2 separate regions of the Gasterosteus aculeatus genome follow, and region 1 is linked to region 2. Evidence: chromatin contacts called from public Hi-C data. All regions are on one chromosome and are shown on one strand. The core of a region is the stretch at or near the end of the contact, and the rest is flanking DNA. Distances in the headings are between cores, read along the strand shown.

What was found. Hi-C and Micro-C count contacts between places; a contact is called where the count stands out from the background.
Region 1: a Hi-C map of whole body shows a contact between it and region 2, with 1.5 times the contacts expected there. The contact joins the enhancer-like site here to the promoter of sema6cb in region 2.

What each region holds. Positions count from the first base shown.
Region 1 is chr20:3,583,116-3,590,068 of fGasAcu3.hap1.1, reverse strand. No RefSeq gene overlaps it. Among protein-coding and RNA genes, the nearest start is that of sema6cb, 36 kb to the right of the region's middle. Within about 2 kb of position 3,663, at least 9 of the 9 cell types and tissues checked have open chromatin away from gene starts, as enhancers often do.
Region 2 is chr20:3,547,253-3,553,273 of fGasAcu3.hap1.1, reverse strand. It overlaps sema6cb (semaphorin 6Cb), which reads left to right and starts at 3,129. Exons shown (of 18, transcript XM_078094524.1): 1 at 3,129-3,271.

The sequences.
Region 1 (6,953 bases), core at 2,414-4,913, 36 kb before region 2:
GAAAAAAAACGATGTATTCCAGTCTGACAGCATGACATGAGTTAAATCTCCAAAATACAAGACGTGTGTTTTTTTTATCGCGCCGCTTTTCCACCAAATGGAAATATTCAGCGAGACATCTATTAAATTCATTCTGACATATTTCAAGATACGACTCCTCATTTGTGCGTTTCCCTACGGAAGTCGAGCAAATACGCGTCAAACCGCTCGTTACACGCATGCAGTCTTTTGATAATAAACTCCAGTCTATACACAAGCGGTAGGTTTGGGCAGCGACTCGGCTAAGATAAGGTCTTTGTTTGGGTTAGCACATTCATGGATGTGTGTTAAGTGACCAATAAATCTCTGTTGCCTTCTGGTTTCACACAGAGAACGAAAAGCAATCTCCTGGTTGATAGTGGATTTGAACAAGATTTATAGGCTTTCTCCATCGTTGGCCAAAAGTTCACCTCCACCATGCTTCATCCATAGTGTAGGTGCAGAAGTTGTTTAGAAAGAAAAGCTTTTTGTTTTTGAAAACGGTCGAAAAATGGATGTGATTCTTTAATATTCAAATTCTGGCTGGCACGAGGGAAGATACCAGCTGTCTGCTGATCTCTACTGGATCATCTAGTCGTGGATTCTAGACGACTATTGACTGCAAAGTATTAACAGCCAGAAATGTAACATGATGTATTTTTATGATCCTAAAGAAGTTAGAAAACGTAAAGGCTTTTACTTTCTACACAGTTGATGCAAAAATCCCTCAAATTAAAGCTGAAAGCGCTTCAGCATTGCACTCGTGTTGTTGACTTTTTGGCGTGATATATATCTGTTTCATGTTATGTATATTTGACAATGTTTTACAATAAATGTATTTCAACTCTTGACCTTATAAGATTTGTAAAGTCAAAGAGTCAAACAGGCATCGCTGTTACCATAGATTGTATACGTGGGGGACGTAGTAACCATGACGATTGAGACCATGAACTCATGTTTACTGAGGTAGTAAATCTCATAGTCTTCTGTACAACAAGAAGAGGCGCCCCCTAAAGGTCGGTGAATTAAAGTTTAAGGCATTTATTGACCTCCCTCAGAATGTACATGTACAGATCCTGGGTGAAAAGGAGACAAATCACACTTTATTTCAGTCCATCCGTCCCAGCTACCTCACGTTGTATATTCTCAATGGATACGCTTCAATATATTTACATTTATTATGGATAATTGACAGGCGTGGATGTTCCAGCCTTCCCTGGAAATACAAGCAGACACTACCGACTGTCTGCAGCCCTGTGAGAGGATGAGACACTGAAGCTTTGAGGATCGTCGTCATCATTATGCCGGATTCCCGGCCCGCACTTCTCCCCTCTCTGTTCCTCAGTCTTTCAGTGCCTTTGCTTCCTCAAAGAGACCCATGGGACCAAACACGAAATACACGCCGCGCACGCGCGCGTGTGTGTGTGTGTGTGTGTGTGTGGCTCTTAATTGGCTCTAAGGTGACGGCAGGCTCCAAATCAGGCTGTTTGAATTCCGCCATTGTGCTCTCACGCTCCTCTGCAGGCATTCGTCGACGTGCTGCAGCGTGGTCGTCTGTCCAGACCCCCACCTACAGGCGGCGGGATCATTTTGGACGACTCCTCTCGTGGTGACGACAAGGTCTTGTCTTCGCTAAGATGTTTGATTTTAGATAAGTGGCCCTGGGGCCTGAGGCGAGGGCTAACGTGAGCATTTATGCGAGCCTTTACATCGCAATTTACTGGATAAAGTATCTGTAGTATAAATATTCACAAGAGCATCCATGCTGTATTACTTCTTGTAATGGTTTCTTGGTTGATATCATTTTTTAATGACCCACATCATCACTAGATTTACTAATCTGCATGATTGCGGTTTACAGGAGATCGCCTTATATGAAACAATTTTATTATTTTTCTGATTGTAAACTACTACTTTTAAAAGGCCGAGACCAACAATGGATTAAAGCGATTGACATTAATACAAACGTCTACGTTCCAACTTTTTCGCAAACAGACAGCTTGACAAGCGGTACACAATCAAACACACACACACACAAACAAAAATATTAATGATAAGTGATTCCACATGGGTGGAGGCCGTGGCATCGAGTGGGCGGGCTCAATGGATTAGCCAACTAGAACTGCTGCTATGACAACACAAAATATCTGTGAGGAAAAGGTCTGTTGTCGTCCAAAAATATATATCTGAAAGGCCATAAATGAGCTGGAGGAGGGCATAATCAGTCATTCCTTTTTTTGGAACCCGGTTGATATTTTAGAGCTTTCACATTTTCCGCCAAGATATCAACCAATCACGTTCTGCGAAACAAACTGAGATGGCAAACTTGGTTTCTCCTTTTTAAACCTTGACAGCTTAGCTCCTTCTGTTCTTAGCTTTCACAATAAAAGCCCTGAAGACACACGCACTGTCTTTGAACAGCAGTCTCTCTTGTCAGAGCGGCTTTGTGAGTATCCTCTGCACATGTGGAGGTCTACACCCGCACCGGACCCCCAGGCCCTGCAGGTGTTTGCATTCAGGGTCCGAGCCGCCCGCTCCGCTGGAGAAGTGGCGAACTGAGGAGGGTAAAAGGCCGAGGATTTGAAGGAGTCCCCGCGGCCCGCGGCCCTCTCAGCCCTCGGCCTTCCCCTCCCCTTGGAAGAGCCTCTCCAAACCGCAGGCGGCATCGCACTGCCAAAGAGAAACGGCCGCAGCGGGTCCAAGAGCGTTGAGTCACAGCCCGAACAAAAAAAAAACACTCACAGCCATTTATTTTTTTTCCTGCGGCTTGAGGCCAAAGAAGAATGCAATGAACAAGCGCGACCCGAGGGGAGTCCATCTCATCTATCGGACTAGCAGAGTGCCTCACAGTACATGTATCATAGCCAGTGCAGATAATTGCTGCGGGAGCCACTTGAACTCCTCTTTTTTTTGCGTCCTTTAACACAGCAGCATTTTGACAAGAAAGACTGACTGATATGGAAATGCGGTGGATGAAGCTGGGAGACAAATGAGTCAGCGAGTCCACGGCCATCTATTAGATTATCATCAAACACAGATGCGGCGTTCGGACTAAAAGCCGGAGCGCCGCCATCGACGCACAGGTGTTTTATGTGCGTTCCCGGGAAACTACACATGTCGCTGCCACCGGCTGATTAACCGCTGTCCGTACACGTCGCCCACGCTCTTGGAAAGAGCATTTCGCTTTTATTGTTCCTATAGAACCTTTAGAGTTTTTTAGGTTTCTCTTGTTTCCAATGGGAACATGATTCATATAAAAGAAACAGCTATGTGTATGTGTGTGTATGTGTGCTATACATGTATTTATTTGAGACAGACTAAAATATCAAATAGTAAGTTAGGGTTCAATAATTACCATAGTATTAAATGATGAAAATAACTGATAATTGGTGTCCTAGAATAAGACTCTTTGGCACAGAATGGCAATGGGTTTCAGTTCAGGTCAAACGTATGTCTGCGTTTAAATCCCCTGTCCTGCGCTGTGATTGGCTGGTTTAGAGTTTCGGGAAGGAGGGGGGTGTGGGCTAATATTCAGGCATTAAAAACATCTGGGGAAAAAAAGCGAGCCGGAGCTGGGAGGCGGGGCTCCTGCGAAACACAAAAGAGCTCGATTGATTAACCAATCGGGGCCAACGCGACCCCGACACCGCTTCCTGATTGGCCGTTACGCCTGTCAAACCCAGAGGAGGGGAGGGGGCGTGTCCTCGGCCGCGGCCGGGAGTGTTGTGACCGTCAGTCTGGCTCCGCTGCGGTGTCGGTAGTGCAGAGAGACGGACGCCGCTCCGCTGCCGAGGCGCTTCTGGGATTTACACACTCAAAAAAAAAAAAAAACTAACAACAACTCTGCCTTTCTGCTGCGCCGGGGGGGGCCGTCCGAGAGACGCGCGGACGGGTATTTTTTATTTTTTTAACATTTTTGTTGTTGTTGTCATGTCGTATCGCTGGACCCGCGCAGGAATCAATAAGGTAAGAAATGGCTCGCTGGCCGGCCGGGTGACTTCAGCGATGCCGCCGCTGCGCTTCCCCCCCGCACCGCGGCGGCCCGGTGCTCCGCAGCCCCCCCCCCCCCCCCCCCCCCCCTCCGAGTGACACCTCGTCCCCTCCAAAAAATACGTGTTTTATGGGCTTGAACTTTTTTGGTGTGGGGGGGGTCTGAGGAAACTGCTGGTTTTTCTCTTGTTTCCCCCCCTCGGCTCATGACTCTGACGTTTCACTATTTTCTATTTCTTTTGTGTGCACGATTTAGACACGTTGTCATGTTTTCTGCCCTGCGTTGACTGTTGCTGCAACGCTGCAACTTCTCACCAATTGGCAACTGATAACGTGTCTGTCGCCTTGCAGCAGCTTGAATATGCGTACCACCCCCCCCCCCCCTCCTTTTTTGGATTTTCACCCCTTCCTAAACGATGACGGGCACACATTCGTTTCCTTTCCTGTGAATCGGTGCAAAATAAAAGCACAACACGCATTCAGCCCCAGGAAAGAAAAGCTGCAGCCTCTTGGAATTTCACCTGTGAAATCATTGCCAAGTATTGAAGCCATGTTCTCAAAGGTGTGTGTGTGTGTCGGGGGGTTGATGAAAAATGAGCTCGTTGGTCTTGTTGCAGGTTTCTGCCTTTGCACGCGAGAGTTAGTCAGCAGCAGTCAGTGTTTGTTGGACTTCGGTCTCCGATGCACAAAGAGATGGACTGAAGTGAGACGCTAGGAGTGTCTCTCTGTCTCTCTGATTTGTCTCAGCCTGTTGTGAATTATCCCTCTCCCCGAGCCCTCACTGGGTGTTCGGTTTCACTCGAGAGCTAAGAACATTTCAACAATAAATAAATCTCCCCTCCCTCCCTCACTTCTTCAATCCAGCCTGTTTGCAACTGTTGCCTGAAGGAGCCGTCGGTCGTGTTCCTTTTTGCTCGGATCCACCCCGGAAGTTTTAGCAAAAATCCACGTATGTCCAGGGGCCCCATCGGGGGCCACATCGTCTCTTAGTGTGACCAGTCAGATGTCTTAAGTGGAGACAGTGCGGTTGGATCTTGTGACAACAACCCCCCCCCCAATCCTTCACGCTCACTTGAACCTGCTGCAGTGATGTCACAGGACGTGGCGGTAGCGGTTGTGGTTTCCCATTTGTTTTATTTGACATGTCACCGGGTCTGCTGACGAGGAGAGGTGTTGACCCCCCCGCCCCCATAAACAACTCCTCCGTCTGCTTTACGACCCGGCACCATTAGGAAAGTCACATCACAGGGAGGCCGCGGCGTCCGTCTCTCGCTCTCGGGGCCCCTGATAGGTTCCGCCAGCTCAGTTGGCGTGCTTAATGGCGCGTTCAGACCGGTGTGTAATTTTATTTCCTATTTCCATTTTCAAGCGTTTGCTTTTTAGTTGTGGAATGACATGGGGGGGGTGTGCGGGTCCCAGCGAGTGCAGATGGCATCTATCCTTAATGGCCGTCGGGGTAATGGTGGTTGAAATAGGCTCCTAACCGGGGGGGCCGAGGACCGCGGCCCTCGGGGGAACATTCAGTGGGCCTATTTCCATTTTCGTCATCGAGATAGAGTGCTCAATATCTGAGCACGGCCACGTGTAACGCACACACGGCTATTCCGCCGCTCGCGTTTGGGAAAACTCAAATTTCAGGCAGCTACACAAAGACACGTTCGATTTAAATCCCCCAAAGAAAGTCGTTGACTGGCTGCTCGCGTGCTCATCCCCCCCCCCCCCACACTCCCTCCTCCCCACCATTTCAAGCTCAGTGGAACTTGAGAGCCTCGGATAATAGTCGTTGCCCCCCCCCCTCCCCTCCCCGCAGTCTATTGTTGCGTCACCTCCACGACCGCGGCCCGTCTGAAGTGTTTCGGCGCCCCTCAAGGCGGCGAGCCTCCGCCACATGGGACTCACCTGGGGGAGGCGGCGGCCTGCGGCACCTCGTATTTCATCCCGATAATGGCTGGTTGCCCGTAGCAACTGGGGCGGCCAATGAGCGCCCTGCTTCTTGAGGCGGATAGTTGGGGAGGGTGAGCTCCACCCCCCCCCCCCCCTTCCCCCCAGCGTTCCTTTATCTCCAGCCGCTCGCGTCCAGTGGAGGGTGCTCAACCCCTGGGGAGTGAATTATTACCTGTCAGACCCATAGGCCCCCTCACCCCCGCCCAACCTCACAACCCTCTGTCATCCATAATCCGCGGCTGACACGGCGCAGGCCGGTGCAGGTTATCTGCCGAGACCACCGGGCCTTCGGCCCCCGAGGTTCCCGGGGCCCTCCGCTTGACCGCAGCTGCTCAGGAATGGCATTAACATGCCGCGCCGAGCGTTCGGAATGCTCCGGGTGGGAATAGCAGGCTGAAGTGGGCCCTCCATCACTGTCCCGACTGGACCTGGGTTCCTTTTTTCTTCCCTCTTCAGCCACCGAGCAGAAACAAATCTTACTTCCATATGTAACCGATTGGCCGTGTTTACGGCTAATTTAGTTGCATCTGTTTTCTCTTTTATTGCGGCAATGTTGTGGATGCCCCCCCCTCCTCCCACCGGCCACGACCGTCTCTCCTCCGGGTCCAAAAACCAGCAGCAGCTATTAGACTTCCAGGCTGGACTCGGAACCGGGCGTGCGGCGGCGTCCCTCCTGTGGTCCCGGTGTGGTTGGCGCCGGGCTGTAAATTACAGCCAAGTCGATGAGCGCGTACAAAATTCTGGGAGTTCAGCGAAGGGCCACAGGGAGTAAAAGAAGGGGAATGGAAGAAAGACCAAAAAAGAAAAGAAAAAAAAAAGATGGCGGCCAACCGCGAACTGGACGAGGCCCCCGGCCCGTCCGTCCAGACTGGCTGTCTTCCTGTGGTTTCTGTCGAGCGGGTTCCTCAGAACCGTTGACCCCTTGTCAAACACGGACTCGGTCTCCGCGGCCAGGAAATCTGGAGGGTTGTGTGGTTCCGCTCGAGGAAGCGCAGTGGGAC
Region 2 (6,021 bases), core at 1,880-4,379:
ATCAATTATCTGTTTTGAATACAGGCGTCTTTCAACTTTGAGTATTTTATTCTCCACACACCTCCGCTCCCCTTTAGCAAATAGTTGTGATCCATTACACACATTACACGAAAACCGGAGAGCACTGGGCCTCATCGAGTCATGTTTCCAGACAGCGACGGCTAACGAGACACAAACGTGCGACTGAGTGGGGACGGGGGGGGACGGGGGGGGGACGTCTCATATGAAAACAGCAAATCACCCCGAGTGTCTCCTTCGGTTAGCCGCGTGGTCGGTGCAGCCGAGTTGTTTGTCCTTTTCGTACGCAAGTGCACAGTAGAGCGAGAGGCCTGCGGAGGATTGAGCAATTCATCAGACCGTTTGAAAGTAATATGTAGAGAGTAAGCAACGCTGTATTCACACACCGGGGTTACAGTCTGATTGAATTCTTGTTTTATTACACCGACTCCGCCTCGTCTTTCCTGAATTGTGCCCCCATCTCTGAGGAGAAGCAATTCCTTGTCTGACAAGTCCGTTTTTTTTTTGAACAGCCTCGGTGGATATTTGTCCTCCGCCATCACCCTATTAGTCTGATACGTTCTGCTGCTTTTCTAAAAGGATGCAATTATCTGATTAGTAATCAATCAGCCGCTGGGCCTCCCGCCTCCTCCGGGCTAATGGCGGATATGACAGGCCTGGACCTTGCATTATTAATACCTCCATTCTGCACCGCCCCCCCCCTCGACGCCCCGCCACCAGGAGCCATTGATCACCACCACGACCCGGTGAGCACCGCAAGGCATCCAGGGAAATATCCAGCGTGGCAGTGGGAGTGGAGGTGTGTCTGTCTGTGTGCGACGAATCTGTTTGCGGGGTTCGTGGGTCATTTCTGGAAGGGAAGGAGCGCAGCGAAATCTGCCCTGGGGAGGTGGATCAGCAAGGGGTGTGTGTGTTCAGAGGGCACGAGGGACTGCGGGACAATTTCTAGAAAAATGAGACAACCAGGACGACATCATCCTTCACCTCCCACGTGTTGTACGAGCAGCGCCTCTCATCCGAAGTCGCGGAGCTCCGTAAAGGTCCCGGCAGCCGATCGCGTTGGCTGTGATGCGCGTTGGGCGCTGCTCTGTGCAGCTGCAGCAGCAACAACAACAACAACAACAGAGCCGAACAACAAAGCCTCTGGGCCTCGTGGTCAGCTGGGGCCTGTTGGACGCCACCGTGTGTCCGCTGTAACTGAATCTGCCGCCTCTAATCCGCCGCCAATCGTGTGTCGCTGGTGGAGACGTTGTAAGTATTGACTGTGAGTGGAGCGCAATCCTGCTATGGTATCGTATCACGCGATTTAGATGAAAAATTGATCTTTTTATTTGTATTTATCAAGAAATATGAACAAAAACTCAAGAAAATGAATGGCTGAATTTGAACTCAATCCAAGGCCCTTTGTGTGCGTTTGAGCCGACGTCAGTCTGCTTTTGTGGCCAATCACAAAAGACTCTGAGAGGTTCACTCGTGTTTCTTCTTCTTTCTGCAACGAGCTCCAGCACAATGCACATTCTTTGCTTGTCTAACTGCTTGTGAAATGAGTTGCCTTCAAAGGCGGTCGTAAATGTCACGATCACAAAAATACTGACAGAAAACAATAATTATGCAGCATAATGTCTCGTGATGAAATCATGTTTTTACAACATTACACGAAGGGCCATTTAGGTAACAGTTGAACTCAACTCGGCTAATCGCGGCGTAGCGTGATTGGCTGTGAATGCGGCCTTTAGAATCCATAACGAGAAGCATCAAAGCTGCAGCAACATTTTCATTACCAGCGTGGTATTGATTTGGACCTGCAAACCACGGCGCTGTCGACACTGATGGTTGTTGACACGAGAAACAGCTGTGGCCTGTTCACGTGCACGCGTGTGTGGTCAGCGGTTTGTGCATAATGGAGCCCGCTCGTTTCAAACACAGGTGACATCGCGCTCTTTACGGTCCCGGGGCACCTTTTGGGACGGGGGACCCGGCGACCCGAGCGGTTCACTGGGGGCCTTTTCGAAGCCGCCACATCAGTGCAGCCGGCGGCCTCGTCTGCCTCGCCGCGCGAGTGAGTCAGCGAGCCGGACGTGTTTCATCTGTTGCTAAGGATGTGAGGACTCACTCTGCGGTCACAGACCCCCCCCCCCCCCCCCCCCTCCACCCCTCCACCCAAGATCTTCTGTGGCAGGAGGGTGTAGCTTTATGTGTGTAGGAGGTAAGCTTAGTTAGAGAAAATCCATTCAACACTCACCGTTAGTCACAGTGTGTGTGTGTGTGTGTGTGTGTGTGTGTGTGTGTGTGTGTGTGTGTGTGTGTGAGTGAGTGTGTGAGAAGTTCAGCTTTTTTCTTTTTTCCTACGGGGAGGCAGGTTCCCGGTACTGTTGGTGAGGGGAGGTACAGACGGATCACCCCCCTCCCTCCCCCGTCTCTCGCCCCCCCGGCTTTGCTGCCTGAATGAGTCCCCTGAGAGCAGAGATGAATTTCAGGCAAATGGAGAAAGTTTAAAAAAAAGGGTGTTTTCGTGGTGGGGGAAAAAAGTTGCGAGCAGCCGCGACGAACGAAGAAAAAAACAACAACATGGCTGCCGAGATGCGTGTGAATGAATCCGTAGGTTTTAGTTTGTCAACTGCGGTTCAGTGGTCGCCATTGTCTTCAGTTGTGAATAATGAGCACATGTGGACCGAGTGACCGTGCTGCATGGGCATCATTCACCGAATGAACATCATGTTCTATTAAAGAAGACTTGACACGAGAACTGAAGACTATTTGATTTCATTTTTGCCAAAATCCCGATACCCGATATCCGCGCCGAAATGTGCATGCTTTTCACACTAAGATTAGGATGGAAAACTGCTTTGGCCTCCATGTTTGGGCCTGCAACATCTGGCTCTGTTTACGGCCTCCCTGCTTGTGTTGGCTGTGCTGTTATGACAGCAGAGATCCACTGAGGACATCACACTGAGAGGAGTCGGAGCCCCTCTACGTGGGAGCCCTGTGGGGTCGCCGGCCTCGTTTAAGCAAAAGTCTGTGTTTGTTTGCAGCGCAGCTGTCCCTCTAGTGTTGTTGTCCACACTCATGTTCTTTTGTTTTTTCCTTTGCTCTCACAGGAAGCTTTGTTGGACACTCCACGCCCTCAGAGGGAGAACCTCAGAGACGCCCGTCTTCAAAAACGCTGCCTCCAAGACGCCCGCCCTGCTGAAGGTCACTTCCTGGCCGTGGCGTCAGGAGAATAGGTGGATCGTCGGGCGTGCCGACACCGTAGGTTTTCTACTCTCCTTTTCGCTTTCTTTTTGCACCGCACACAACTATTTTGAGTCTGAAGGCCAAGCGACCATAGAGTATAGTAAGTACACATAGTTTTCCATGATCTCGGGTCGTTTGGATAAACGTAGGAAATAACAACACGTTTGCACGCTATAAATCGCGCGTTCCCCTCCTGTGAGATTGGCCACAATAATGGAGGGAGAGAGAGAGAGAGACCTGCTAATGGCCTTCCCCTTGTTACACCATGCCTGATTGCATAAGCCAGTGCCGCTCCTGATTTTCAAGTGCTCTTCCGAAGTGGAAAAAAGGCCCCTTGAGAGGCTGTAATCACAGCTCTGCCTCACGCGCCCAGGTACACAGATGACTGGTGGACGCACTTTATGCGACGCGCTGCAGTCTGCAGCCGCTGCCCTCGTTCCCTTGAGCTCTCGTTCGCAGCGTTTTGGCGCCGCTAATGCCCGCGTTGGGCTGCCTCTTTATTAATGCCCGCCCTCGTGTCAAAGAGCCGCCATTGTGCCGCGACCCCCCCACCCCCCCACCCCCCCGCGCTTGGCCTCCCTCGCATGTGTGCAACACGGGGGTCATTGTGGAGAACAGTGCGCTGAGCCAAAAGTGGACAGAAGCCCACCACTTTTGTTTGAGACGAACAATCCGATGGTTTCGGTGACACGGGTTGTGGAACCGGATCGCTGGGGAGGGAGAGGAGGGAGAGAGGGGGAGAGGGGAGGGGGGGGGGGGGGGGGGGAGGCGAGGAGGAGGACTGTGTTTGCTGCATATTTTGGATGCATGAACATTTGTTCATGGCCCACATGCTTGACATGAAGGAAAACAAGAAATATCTTTGTATACCAAAGCGAACCATCTGGACGCTCTCGCTGAACCTCGGATTGACACACGTTTACCAGGCGATTTTTTTCTTAATGTTGTTTATTTTTCAAGTTGTTTTCTTTTCTTTCTTTTTTTTAAACACCAATAATGGGGTTTTTAAAACCCTGGATCTGGATACTTTTATATGAATATGAATACAGAAAAAGAGCATTCCTTACATTAATTGTGTTTGAAAAACATGTACAAGTGGAAAAAAAAGACAAAAACAATGTAAATCATCAGGATCTAAATTATACAAATATTTGCTGCAATAAAAATGTTTAGTTTTCAGGCATCATTGAACAGTTCTAATATCTTTTTTTTATTTTTGTAAATCCTTCTCCGTCATGCATCCGTATCATTTTGAACATTATCAATTTCCAGGTCCAGATTTAAACCCGGGGCATTTCAAGCCTTTACGAGCTTTGCACCTGAGACACCAGGACTCTGCGTGCTCCTCCGATGAACTGCAGTTGACCTCTCTCTCTCTCTCTCTCTCTCCGCCCCCGTCAGCCTCCTTGTATTTCTCGCCGAGTCGTGCTCCAGCTCGGTGTTGAGCGGGGAACGCGGCCTCACGTGCTCCGCTTGCGTGCTCCCGACTCCACGCCCACCCCGCCCGGGTGACGCACCTGCCACACTGCACCGGCCCTCCGGCCCCGTTAGTGTCAGCGGTGTGTGCGGCTCGGTGGGCGGGTGGGACGCCGGGAGCCGACACGCACACCAGCACTGATGTACCGCACATGTCAGCAGGCTGCTCTGTTTACAGGGACGCCGTCTTCACGATGTTTACCCATGAGACTTTGCTGCAGCTTGACTCAAATCCCCATGTTTGCTTTTAGTTTTTTTCCCTTGCAACACGTCGTGTGGTTGGATCCCAGTTTGTCTGACAGGACCTACATTGCTCCCAGGGATGTGAAAGATGTCCCCAATTGGGTTTGTATTTTGGTCGTCGCCATCTTGGTTGGAAGTGACACGAGGGGGTGGAGCTACGCACAAGACAAAGCAAAATTTTTACGTGACCAAAATTAATTGGTTGGTTACTGAAAGCACGTTAGCTTTGAGACGAAAACAGACCAATCACAGACTGGACAATGCTGTCATAGCGACCTGTCAATCCCTGTGTAGCCCCGCCCTAAAGCACAAAGCTTTTTCATTGTTCGACCGCGTGTCGTAAAACGGAATGCACCTCAACCTCCCGCCCCTCTGCCAGGAACATCTGGCCAAACAGCGGTCCAGTGGAGACAGCGCTTCACCTCACATCTGCAGCTAACCTGATGTGTCTCATGTTGGAGTCCCGGCCTGACTCGCATCACGAGTAGAAAAACCTTTCAGAGCCGGAGAAGGTGGGTCGTCGTGGCGCATGGGGGTAGAGCGGGTGTGCTGGTGGTTCGAGTCCCGGCTGCCCCATGTCTCAAGTGGAAGTGTCCCTGAGCAAGACGCCTAACCCCTAATTGCTCCCCGGGCCAAATGTATAAAGCCATGGGTTTAAAGTGTGATGTAAGTCGCTTTGGATAATATGTAACATGCCAGCTTTTAATCCGCGTCCCTCTGCTTGTAGCTGACTTAATGCCACTTTATTAAAGTTGTCTATTAGTAGGTCTCCATCGCTGGTGGCTGCACAGTAAAGCACCAGGGATGCTGCAACATCGCTGAACTCTGCCTCGTCAAAAGTTAACCATAAAAATGCAGATTCTTTCGAGTTTGTTAATGGAATCCGATTATCTCCTCATTAGAACCCTGCGTTTGCTCGGCGGGATGAACGCCGCCCCGGCTCTCCTCACCTGGAACGTGGCAGGATGTCTTTCCCACGGTTGCTTTATATTCGGCGAGCGCGCGGCCCCTAAGCAGGGGATATCGATCCGCAGATGCGATGCGTTCTCT